Linked DNA regions of Ovis aries: region 1 is linked to region 2. The links are chromatin contacts, called in public Hi-C maps. All regions are on one chromosome and are shown on one strand. The core of a region is the stretch at or near the end of the contact, and the rest is flanking DNA. Distances in the headings are between cores, read along the strand shown.

Region 1 (5,614 bases), core at 1,302-3,801, 140 kb after region 2:
CTCCCTGTCCATCACTATCTCCCGGAGTTCATTCAGACTCACGTCCATCGAGTCCGTGATGCCATCCAGCCATCTCATCCTCTGTCGTCCCCTTCTCCTCCTGCCCCCAATCCCTCCCAGCATCAGAGTCTTTTCCAATGAGTCAACTCTTCGCATGAGGAGGACAAAGTACAAAGGTTTGTATAGTAAAAGCTATAGTTTTTCCAGTAGTCATGTACGGATGTGAGAGTTGGACCACAAAGAAAGCTGAGTGCTGAAGAATTGATGCTTTTGAACTGTGGTGTTGGAGAATACTCTTGGGAGTCCCTTGCACTGCAAGGAGATCAAACCGGCTGATCGTAATGGATCCTAATAAGCAACAATGAATATTCACTGGAAGGACTTATGCTGAAGCTGAAGCTCCAATATTTTGGCCACCTGATGCAAAGAGCTGACTAATTGGAAAAAGACCTTGATGCTGGGAAAGATTGAGGGCAGAAGAAGGCGTCAGGGGATGAGATGGTTAGACAGCACCACTAACTCAATGGACATGAATTTGAGCAAACTCCAGAAGATAGTGGAAGACAGAGTAGCCTGGTGTGCTTCAGTCCATGGGGTCACAAAGAGTTGAACACAGCCAAACAAATGAACAGCAACTTTTAGGATAACGATATTGGTGTAATATAGAGGCTAAGGGAGTATCCAGAACTGACAGAAGGGGATAGTTGTGTCAGTCTGGCATTTGTTCTAAATTAATATTCAATAGGATGCCAAACTACCACATAGTTGCACTCATCTCACACACTAGCAAAGTAGTGCTCAAAATTCTCCAAGCCAGGTTTCAGCAATACGTGAACCATGAAATTCCAGATGTTCAAGGCGGTTTTAGAAAAGGCAGAGGAACCAGAGATCAAATTGCCAACATCCAATGGATCATCGAAAAAGCATGAGAGTTCCAGAAAAACATCTACTTCAGCTTTATTGACTATGCCGAAGCCTTTGACTGTGTGGATCACAACAAACTGTGGAAAATTCTGAAAGAGATGGGAATACCAGACCACCTGACCTGCCTTGTGAGAAATCTGTGTGCAGGTCAGGAAGCAACAGTTAGAACTGGACATGGAACAACAGACTGGTTTCAAATAGGAAAAGGAGTATGTCAAGGCTATATATTGTCACCCTGCTTATTTAACTTATATGCAGAGTACATCCAGAGAAGGTGATGGCATCCCATTCCAGTACTCTTGCCTGGAAAATCCCATGGATGGAGGAGTCTGGTGGGCTGCGGTCCATGGGGTGGTGAAGAGTCAGACACGACTGAGTGACTTCACTTTCACTTTTCACTTTCACGCATTGGGGAAGGAAATGGCAACCCACTCCAGTGTTCTTGCCTGGAGAATCCCAGGGACGGGGGAGCCTGGTGGGCTGCTGTCTATGGGGTCGCACAGAGTTGGACACGACTGAAGCGACTTAGCAGCAGCAGCAGCAGAGTAAATCACGAGAAACGCTGGGCCGGATGAAGCACAAGCTGGAATCAAGATTGGAAGGAGAAATATCAATAACCTCAGATATGCAGATGACACCATCCTTATGGCAGAAAATGAAGAACTAAAGAGCCTCTTGATGTAAGTGAAAGAGGAGAGTGAAAAAGTTGGCTTAAAGCCCAACATTCAGAAAACAAAGATCATGGCATCTGGTCCCATCACTTCATGATAAACAGATGGAGAAACAGTGGAAACTGGCAGACTTTATTTTTTGGGCTCCAAAATCACTGCAGATGGTGACTGCAGCCATGAAATTAAAAGACGCTTACTCCTTGGATGAAAAGTTACGACCAACCTAGAAAGCATATTAAAAAGCAGGGAAATTACTTTGCTAACAAAGGTCCATCTAGTCAAGCCTATTGTTTCCAGTAGTCATGTATGGATGTGAGAGTTGGACTATAAATCAAGCTGAGCACCGAAGAATTGATGCTTTTGAACTGTGGTGTTGAAAAAGACTCTTGAGAGTCCTTTGGACTGCAAGGAGATCCAACCAGTCCATCCTAAAGGAAATCAGTCCTGAAAATTCGTTGGAAGGACTGATGTTGAAGCTGAAACTCCAATACTTTGGCTACTTGATGCGATCAGCTGACTCGTTTGAAAAGACCCTGATGCTGGGAAAGATTGAAGGCAGGAGGAGGAGACAACAGGGGATGAGATGGTTGGATGGCATTACCGACTGACTCAATGGACATGAGTTTGAGTAAGCTCCAGGAGTGACAGGAGTCCATGGGGTAGCAAACAGTCGGACACAACTGAGCAGCTGAACTGACTGACTGAGGACGCCAATCAAGGAGCATGGTTTTGGTCAAATCTTTGCAATCACTACTAAGATGCGATCTAAGGCAAAAACCCCAAGAGACTTTGCAAGATAAATGTGAATCTACATTCATTACCTGGGTTTATTAATAGAAAGGACAGGGCACACTCATCTGCTAAATGGAGCAGAGAGACCCTGCTTAGCCCCTGGTCGATCCTGTAATTCAATTGTATTGACCTGACGGAGACCTCCTGAGGTTGGGCTGGCAGGAGCAGGGCTGGTGTTCCGCGTTGTGTGGGTCGATTGGGGAGCAGTGGAATGTGTGTGGCACTGAATCAGGATGACTCCTTTAAGCCCCGCCCTTCCGTAAACCTGTTCTTCAACTCGACATTGATTTTCAATCTTGCTGTGATTAATGTCTGCCTCCTCCCATCTTTAGGGCTTCCCTGATGGATCAGCGGTAAAGAATCCAAAAGCACTGTAGGAGACACAGGAGACGAGGATTCGATCCCTGGGTCAGGAAGATTTTCTAGAGGAGGAAATGGCCTCCCATTCACCCTCTCACAAAATACATAATTTTCACAGTCCAGCTGGATTGGGGAAACCACTCACAAATTCTGCGGCAACAGCAAGTTCTAAGCAACAGCAGGTTCTTGATAAGATACTTTTGACCATGGCCCATGCTTCAATTGTTCAAATCAGAGTTCATTCTGAAGCTTGTCATACAGTTAGATAATTATGAGAACCTCCTTGGATGCATCGTGTATTTTTTTTTTTCTTTTTTAAAAAGTCTTTCCTAACTGGTCCAAGCATTAATAAATGTTACCTATTACTTATTAAAACCTAAATATCAAATTCTAGTCCCCACTTTACAAGGAGATAAACTGACACAAAGATAAAGAGAAGTGATTTGTCCATAGTCAGTCAGGGGTAAAATCTTAATCTCTTAGCTCCTAATTTAGTGGTTTATATGCTAAATTACCCTGCTTCTTCAGGTCCTCTGGGGAACACTATCCTGAAACTTTGTTTAAGCAAAATGAGCCCCACGTACACTCTCACCAGAAAAATTAATTAGATAATTTATCAAGTGTGAAAACAACATCAGAATATTCTATACAATTGATCAAGGACTTTAAAATAATTGTTATAAAAAAACATTCCTTCAGGCAAAATAATTAAGTCTGAAATTCAACAGGACAGATTTACACGTTTAAAACTAGTGTAAAGTAAGGACTACAATTCCAGCTATAATGCAAATATCACATTTCCCCAGAGTTTAAAACAACTCGCTTAAAGCTGTTCAATTATTTTAGCAGTGCAATTTTAAGAGAAACGAAACTTGAACAAGTCTCATTAAAAGTAGCACTCTTAAGTGATAAAGCAAATGCAAACAAATGCTATTTGTGAATTCTAGGTAGTGACCACTGTAAAATTTTTTCAATAATTCTGCATTTTTGAGAAATTTCATAGTAAAGTGCTGGGGGAGAGAAGTAAATCACCAAACAATCCCCCAATATCTAGTCCTTACCAGAAAACATTTCATGACAAATAACTTACCATAAAATGGTGAACTTCAACGTTCATGATCGTGAGTGTGTGCTCTGCGCCAGGCAGGGCGTCAAGTCTAGGGTTTCTGCCTTGGACAGAACCTTGCCCTGCTGCTCATTGCTGACATGCCCCTCAGAGCTCAAGTGGAAGTGCTTATGTGCTTTCAGGACCACTGATTGCATCTCTTTCCTGGAATACAGAAATCCACCTGCCCTTTTTCTCTATTTAGCTTTTATCCTGAAATCTAGGAGACAGTTGGGGAGCTGCAATCAGCAGAGACAAGGAAGCTCTAAGAGGAGGTTCTCCCTCTGAGAGACAGCACGGCGGCTGTGCTTTGCAGACTTCCCAGGAAATGGAGGGAATGCACGGACCTTCAGAGCCTCCAGCCCTGAGAGGAGCGGACTGTTCCCCTCACCACTCCTGTCCCATAGGCAGGGCCAGTGTCCTGCTGCCAACGCCCCTTGAAAGGAGCACGTCTCCTTTCTCCGCGTGTTCCCCATCCAGGATTACTTTCCCGCATTTTATGAAATTTTATAACAAATGGAATTGCAAGGAGAGGAGGAAAAAGCTTCAAAACTATTGCTTCTTTTTCATTTCCTCTAGGCACTGCACTGCTTAGGTATTTATGGAACGGTATCACAAAAACACCTGATGGTAGTTCACACAAAACAATGATAATTTAATTGAGGCAAAACAAGAATAGCAGTTACTGAATTAAGGAAAGATATTTCAAAATCTTAAGTTAGAAAAATCTAATAATTAAGAACATTTTCTGGTCACCAAAGACTTGAGGATTCCCTGGGCAGATGGAAGACAGCAACTGCTCCCCTCTGAGGAGGGTGTACTCTACCCACATGGATGCTGTTGGTTTATCTAAGACTTACGGTAAATAAAAACAGTAATGAAGGACAATTTTATAATTCTATACCTGCCACAAAAACTAATTGCTAGAGAGCATCCAATGCGTTAGTCCGTCATTAGGGGAAAAAATCCTCAATCTTCATCCTATTTCAGGGCTTCCCAGGTAGCGCAGTGGTATAGAATCCACCTGCTGATGCAGTAGACGCAGAAGGCCTGGGTTCAATCTGAGTCAGGAAGATCCCCTGGAGAAGGAAATGGCAACCCATTCCAGTATTCTTGCCTGGGAAATCCCATGGACAGAGGAGCTTGGTGGACTATCCTCCATGAGGTCATAGAGTTGGCCACAACTGAGCGGCTGCACACGCATGCATTTAGTCCCCCCATCATTCTGCAGAACAGCCAGAAACTGTCATTGCTGCAACACCTAAAGAACAGGTTGAAAAAAAAAAAAAAACCCACCAAACTACCAGTCAGCATGCTGACTTGTTTTCCAATAACAAAGGGTACGACCTGCAAGTTTCGCTGAACACTGGGCTGGATATCTCTGGGAAAAGCAGAAATTATTTTTAACAATTTCCAAAAATTAATGTTAAAAGGTTAATAAAACAGATACACAGCCCAGATACTTGTAGGTCAGCTGGGTCCAAACCAGCATGTTTCAGAGTGGGACTGGAGGGTTGAAAAATGAAAGGAAGAGATCCACTTTCCAGCTAAGTTTTGATTCTGAGCTGGAGTCAACAAAACCGTCTATGTGGAAAGACAGTCTGATCATTACTCTTATCCCACATTCACAAGGAATGACGAGTATATAGTAAGTGGCAGGTTTATTACAAAATGCCAAATGTTGGGAGTTTAAAAAAATTGTTCAAAGTAAAAGGAGACCCTAAATTGATACTAAATTGAAGTACTACGTCAGCAAAAAATA
Region 2 (6,399 bases), core at 3,068-5,567:
ATTTTGCCTCAAGAGCTAGGATGGCTGCTAAAGCTCCAGCCATTGTGTCAACATCCCAGAATTTAAATCTCATTAAGTTTCACTGGCCTCAACTAAAATCAGAATCTAGTCACATGGCTGCACCCAGCTACCACTGAGGCTGAGAAGTATAGTATCAATATATTTTGGGTAAATAAACTGAGAATTTTGTTTGAAAGGAAGGAGAGACATCTAGCAATCTCTACCATAGCTTGCCTTTGAAGGCCTTCTTCAATAAAGTGTCAATCCAGCTTTCCAGATTTCCTGCACCTACTAACTGTTCTGACTACTCTGCCCCCATTGAATTCCTTTGCTCACTGTCCCTGAAACACACCTAGTATTTTGTCACCATCTCTCCATGTACTCAGCCCTCTTGGAATGTGTTTTTGCTTCATATCCAAGCCACACCTTTGTTTCCTTGAGCTTTTCCCCTGACTGCTTGCATCTGAGTTGATTTCTTCTGAAACTGAATATTCAATGGAATTATATTTGGCTCTTTCAGATATTATTACCCTTCTGCTTCAGATTGCCCTTCTTTTGATGACTTGAGAAGCATTAATTTTTCATTGCTAATTTTTCACACATTTAGGTCTTGCTTCCCCCTGCCACTCCCTGAGGACAGGAGACCCTTATTCAATGAACCCTGTGCTCCACGCTGGGGATTTGGTAGTAAGTAAGATTTAGGGCCTGTCCTCAATGTCCTAATATTTCCCATGGAGTCTGGTTTTAAAATTCAGATCCATAAAGTGCTTCATAACTTTCTGTTTCTTTGTAATAAGAACTAACATTTATTTAAATGATGGTTATTTATATTAATAATAACATTTATTGAGTAATTATGATGCAGTAGGTCCTATGCTAACTTTTCCCATATATCACTTCATTTCTTTCTAATGCAGCTGTCACTGCAGAATGCAGGAGACCAAAGCCATGCCGTTTCCATGAAATACAGAGGTGGACAATTGCTTTTATTGCATCCAAAGTAGTATTTGACAGTCAAAAAGGAGGACAGGAGACAGGGGTGAGCAGCTGAGACTCGAATGGGCAGTGGTAGGTTGGCAGTGCCCAGCCCAGGGCCACTCAGTAAGGAAAAGGCATTCTAGTCTAGGCAAGCTTCCTGCTGGAACAGAGTGGCAGATAAAGTCCAGATTCTGAATGGCTATTTACAGGATGCAGGCACTACTAATTTTTACAAATAAAAATGAGGCACAGAGAAGTAAAATTACTTGTTCAAAGTCACATAGCTGAAAGTGGGTAGAGCCAGGATGTAGTCCACGAAGCTTGATTGCTGAGGCCCGGCTCTTGGTCCTGTGTTAAGATGGTGACTGGAAAGTAAGGGTAAGTCTGGTGATTCAAAGATTTAGTGACATCCTGTAAGTAGCCACCCACAATCTGGACTTTATCTGCCACCCTGTCCCAGCAGGAAGCTTGCCTAGACTGGGATGCCTTTCCCCTACTGAGTGCCTCTGGGCTGGGCACTGCCAACCTACCACTGCCCATTCGAGTCTCAGCTGCTCACCCCTGTCCCCTGTCCTCCGTTTTGATTGTCAAATACTGCTTTGGATGCAATAAAAGCGATTCGTCCACCTCTATATTTCCTGGAAGCTGTATGGCTTTGGTCTCCTCCGTTCTGTGGTGACAGCATAGAGTAAATAAGGAGAGGCTGCCGTCTGCAGGCCCCAAGCTGCATCAGACTCACTGACTGCCCTGTGCAGCCCAGCATTTCATGTTTTTTTAAATTCATCATCAGCATTCAGAACTTAGAAGGTGTCACACAAAATCTGGACAAGGGGGGGGCTTCTTTTGAAAAACTGGAAGATTTTGGAAACACTGGGTCTGTATGCCCACAGGTTCACGCTGTCTAGCTCAGATGGAGCACTTTCTGTCTAAATTGGCATAGCAACCCCCTCCCTATTACCCAGACAACTTTATCCACATTAATTCTCCTTACCAGCCAGCAGCACATAGCATAGGTATGTGGCACTATATGTCAGACACTGAACTAAGGGCTTCACCTTTCTTTGTCACAGTCACCTTTGGAAGAGGTACTGTTATTAACCCCATTCTACAGATGAGACTATGAAGGCCCATACTAAAAGTAGTGTCAGGGCTGGAACTCTTAGCAAGGCATTCTAGCCCCATAGTCTTAGCTTTTAAGCACCACCTGCTCTCTCTCACGGAGAGAGAAGGCACTGGTGACCCACTCCAGTACTCTTGCCTGGAAAATCCCATGGATGGAGGAGCCTGGTAGGCTGCAGTCCATGGGGTCACTAAGAGTCGGACACGGCTGAGCGACTTGACTTTCACTTTTCACTTTCATACATTGGAGAACGAAATGGCAGCCCACTCCTGTGTTCTTGCCTGGATAATCCCAGGGACAGAGGAGCCTGGTGGGCTGCAGTCTATGGAGTCGCACAGAGTCAGACATGACTGACGCGACTTAGCAGCAGCAGCAGCAGCTGTCTCTCACTAGGGATTGAGATTTATGTCCCTGCTCCAAAGGGAGAGGTTGGAGGGGAAGGAACCTGGCCCCTATGCAGCCTAAACTCGACACACTGAAAATCCAAACTCATAGTTAATTTCCTGTACAAATAACAAGCCATCAGGGAAAGGCTGCTTTTCCTTATTGCTCTGAACAAAACTAACCTTGCCCCAAAGGAAATCAGAGCGTAGAAAGAAACCAGTGAGCACCTGCCAGGGTCTTTGGGGCCATCAGAGAGCCTGCTGTGGTGGAGAGTTTTCCCTTATCTCCTTTTCCCTCCCTTCTTGGAACAAAGAGAATTAATTAATTCTATTAAGCCTCCATCCAACTCTCACTTGAAACGTTAGCCCATGAACAAGTGTAATCCATCTCAATCCTGATTGTCTCCTAGGGAGGGAGGTAAGGATGAAATACGATGACTTCAGCCTTTGTGAAGGTGTCCACCATGGTCACCCAGCCTGTCTGAGCCCCGCCATGCTGCGGATCCACAGGGAGATGAATGGAGCCTGAAGCACAGAAAGAAATTCATTTTGTTAGGCTAGCTGCCTGACAGCCTTGCAACAGAGCCCTCTTCATAGGCTTTGAGGAAAAGGCAAGGGAAGTATGGCTGGTTCAGACGGTTGATGTCCATCTCAAGACCCACCCAGGAAGTGTCTCTGAAGCTATTCATTGAGTACTTCCGGCTGCCAGGTGTTGTGGATGCAAAGATGGACAAATCTACGGCATAGTTAGAGTGAACATAAGGTTCCAGACTAGGGCGCCGTGGAGCATGAAGAACACTGGCTTAAACTGGGACTCTCCAGGGCTAACTGAGACATATGGTCACAGTAAGCCGAGCCATTAAGAGCCCTCACAGGTCTCGATTTCTCAGTTCTGAATCTGGCTGTGACCATGGGCAAGTTAACCTCTGAGTCTGTTTCTCGTTGTCCAAAATGGGAATGATCCCCAGGAATCTTCCCTCTCAAGAATGTCAAGAGGATTATATCAGCTAATGTAGTGACTGGAATGTGCTGAGGACCCCTTGCTCACAAGATAGGTGCTTGAGGCCACAAAGTTGGGTTCCAGGGATGAAGCTAGCTTTCCTTACCTGAGTGTCAGCTGGGCTTTGCAAAATGAGAGCTAGTGCCTAACAGCTCTGGAAAATCAAGGGAATTATAGACGCTGAGGGTGGGGAAGAAAAAGAGGAGAAATGAAGAGAAAGGTGGAAGAAGAGAGAAGTTTGGGGATGGTGGGGAGAGGAGGTACCTATTGGGAAAAGTTTAAAGTCAGCGCTAGGTGGGAACACTGAGAGTCCAAGTTTGCATATTTCCCTCTGCTTATGGCTCACAAGCAGATCTTCTGGGTCGGGGTGCTCAGTCACTCAGTCATGTCCAACTCTTTGCGAAGTCATGGGCTGGAGCCCACCAGGCTCCTCTGTCCATGACATTTCCCAGGCAAGAATACTGGAGTGGATTGCATTTCTTTTTCCAGGGGATCTTCCAGGCCCAAGCATCAAACCCTTGTCTCCTGTATTGGCAGGCGGATTCTTTACCATTAAGCCTCCTGGGACGATGCCACAGACTCAAGGAGGGCTGGTGGTGAGATTGAGGCGTCTAGCGAAGGCTCATTCCACATGGATTTCGTGAATACCTCGTGCGGGTCCACAGGGAAGGCTCCATAAATGTTAGTGCCGGCTCTTACTGCTACAATCATTATTAGCTGCCAGGTTCCGTATATCAACACCAGCCTGGAAATACAAAGCTGAAAACCAGTGGGACCGACAGGAGGGGGAAAAACCCCATGAGAACAAAGGAGAGTTTTGTTTTGTTTTGTTCACAACACACGGTTCCTAAAGAAGGCTAGGATTCAGCAGAGCCATTTAAATCCCAGACCAGCCTTGGGCAGCTCCAGGCCTGCGCTTGGCCCACCGCAGTAGGACCAGCAAGACACAGGAGGCACTCCTCCCAGATCGGTTGTCTGCAGAATGAGAAGAATGTTAATTAATCCTGTTATCTGAGCTGCATGCTTTCTGGCTTAATTGCTCTGATAAAACCACACTGAATGGAGAACTCTCAGAATGCCAAAGCAGCCCTTCTAATGGGATTCTTGAGGTGCAGTGAGCCCTGGAGTGGGTGAGGGTGGAGGGATAAACTTTTTGACCCTAGGAACCTGGGGATCAGCACTGACTCTCTCCTCTGAGTATTCTGACTGAAGACCTTTACCATCCAGGCTTCTTGTCCCATTCAATACAGCCACATTTCAGAAAAGAATGGGAAAATAGAAATTCATTGAAAAAAAAACTTAATCTGTTTGACCTTTTATACACATAAAAGAGCCAATTTTATGTTTATTTCACAAAAATGGGCTTATCAGCAAAAATGGGTTTATTTAGAAATGGCAGAGAATTGAAATCTGAGACAAGCATGCTCTAGCAAAAACCATAGGCACGTTCTGAGAAGCAAAAGAGAAGACCCTTATTTTATAGAGGAAGAGGAGAAGCTGGGACAGCCTGTTGTAAATAAAGAGTCCATTGGAGGAAACTGGGAGTGCAAAGTGTGGTGACTTTTCATTGGCTGAGTTGCAACAATTTCATTGGCTAGGCTGTTGCCAGGCAAGGAGAAAATCCTCCTTCCTCCTGCGGGGGTTCCAAAGCAGTGACCTTCCACTTGGAGATGAAAGGCAAGTCTCTTCCTGTTTGGGATCTGCAGAGAGAGAGAGTAGGAAGGCAAGAGAGCTTCTGGAGTCCTGATTCTATTTTAAATGAGGTTTCCTCTTTCCAGTTTTATAGTTAAAAATCTGTAAGGAGTACATGGAAACAATGCAAAGTTCAGAATATGGAGCTACCTAGAATTTTTGCATCAGACTTACTAATCACATAATTTGTAGTGCTTACATGTTTCAGGGCCTTTATTGCTTTATGGGTGTTATCTGTGTGATTCACTCTAAAACACTACAGCATAGGTCCTGTGATATTTATATATACTTATTTGAAGTGACAGGCTTCCCAGGTGGCTCAGTGGTAAACAATCTGCCTGCCAATGCAGGAGACATAGGAGACATGGGTTCAATCCGTAGAGTAGGAAAGATGCCCTGGAGTACGACTCCAGTAATCTTTTCTGGAAAATTCCATGGGCGGAGGATCCTGGCAGGCTACAGTTCAGGGGGTGGTCAAGAGTCAGACATGACTGAGGGAGAGAGGACGCACACATGTTTGAAGTGACACCCTAGGGCAGCAGCCATTCTAATCAGGCATCTGTTCTCCATGGGTGGTCAGCTAGGGTTATGTCAGAAAATTATCACTCCAGAAGAGGCCATTTAAAGTACTTTGGCTCCCTTTACCTCTGAGAGACCCCAAAATGAGCAAACGAAGTGTCAGAAATAGATTTTCATTGGTGAAATTGGTAAGATGTTGATAAGTATAATGGATGTTAGAAAGGAGCTCTCAACTTCTGTCACTGAGTGGTATTCAAGATTCATAAACTGGCAGGAGTGTTTTATTATTACTATTCCTACCCTTGAGTGAAAAATATGTAAGACTTCAAGTTTTACCCCTAAATGCATGTGTGTGCCCTCAGTCATATCACTCTTATGATCCCCACTCCCCATGAACAGTAGCCTCCAGGCTCCTCTGTCCATGGGATTCTCCAGGCAAGAATACTGGAGTGGGTTGCCATTTCCTCCTCCAGGGGATCTTATTGACCCAGCAATCGAACCCGCATTCCTTAGTTCTCCTACACTGGCAGGCCGATTGTTTACCACTGAGCCACTGGGAAGGCCCCTTTTACCCCTAAGTGGCTGTCTATCTATTTGAAGATTTTCTTCATTGTCTGAGACTGACTATAAGGGTTTTACAATCCTATCTCTGAAATATTGTTTCAACTGCCTTGGTGATCCTTTCAATGCAAGATGGTAGTTGGTCT

What was found. A called contact is a pair of places that touch in the nucleus more often than the background predicts.
Region 1: a Hi-C map of mixed tissues shows a contact between it and region 2, with 2.5 times the contacts expected there. The contact joins two enhancer-like sites. A contact is called at or near these places in 13 of 16 Hi-C or Micro-C datasets (blood, liver, mesenteric adipose tissue and 5 more).

The regions. Positions count from the first base shown.
Region 1 is chr15:65,759,965-65,765,578 of ARS-UI_Ramb_v3.0, forward strand. No RefSeq gene overlaps it. Among named protein-coding and RNA genes, the nearest start is that of TRAF6, 23 kb to the right of the region's middle. Within about 2 kb of position 2,552, at least 4 of the 54 cell types and tissues checked have an H3K27ac peak or open chromatin away from gene starts, as enhancers often do.
Region 2 is chr15:65,616,959-65,623,357 of ARS-UI_Ramb_v3.0, forward strand. The region is part of intron 1 of PRR5L (proline rich 5 like); the gene reads left to right. Among named protein-coding and RNA genes, the nearest start is that of PRR5L, 38 kb to the left of the region's middle. Within about 2 kb of position 4,318, at least 10 of the 54 cell types and tissues checked have an H3K27ac peak or open chromatin away from gene starts, as enhancers often do.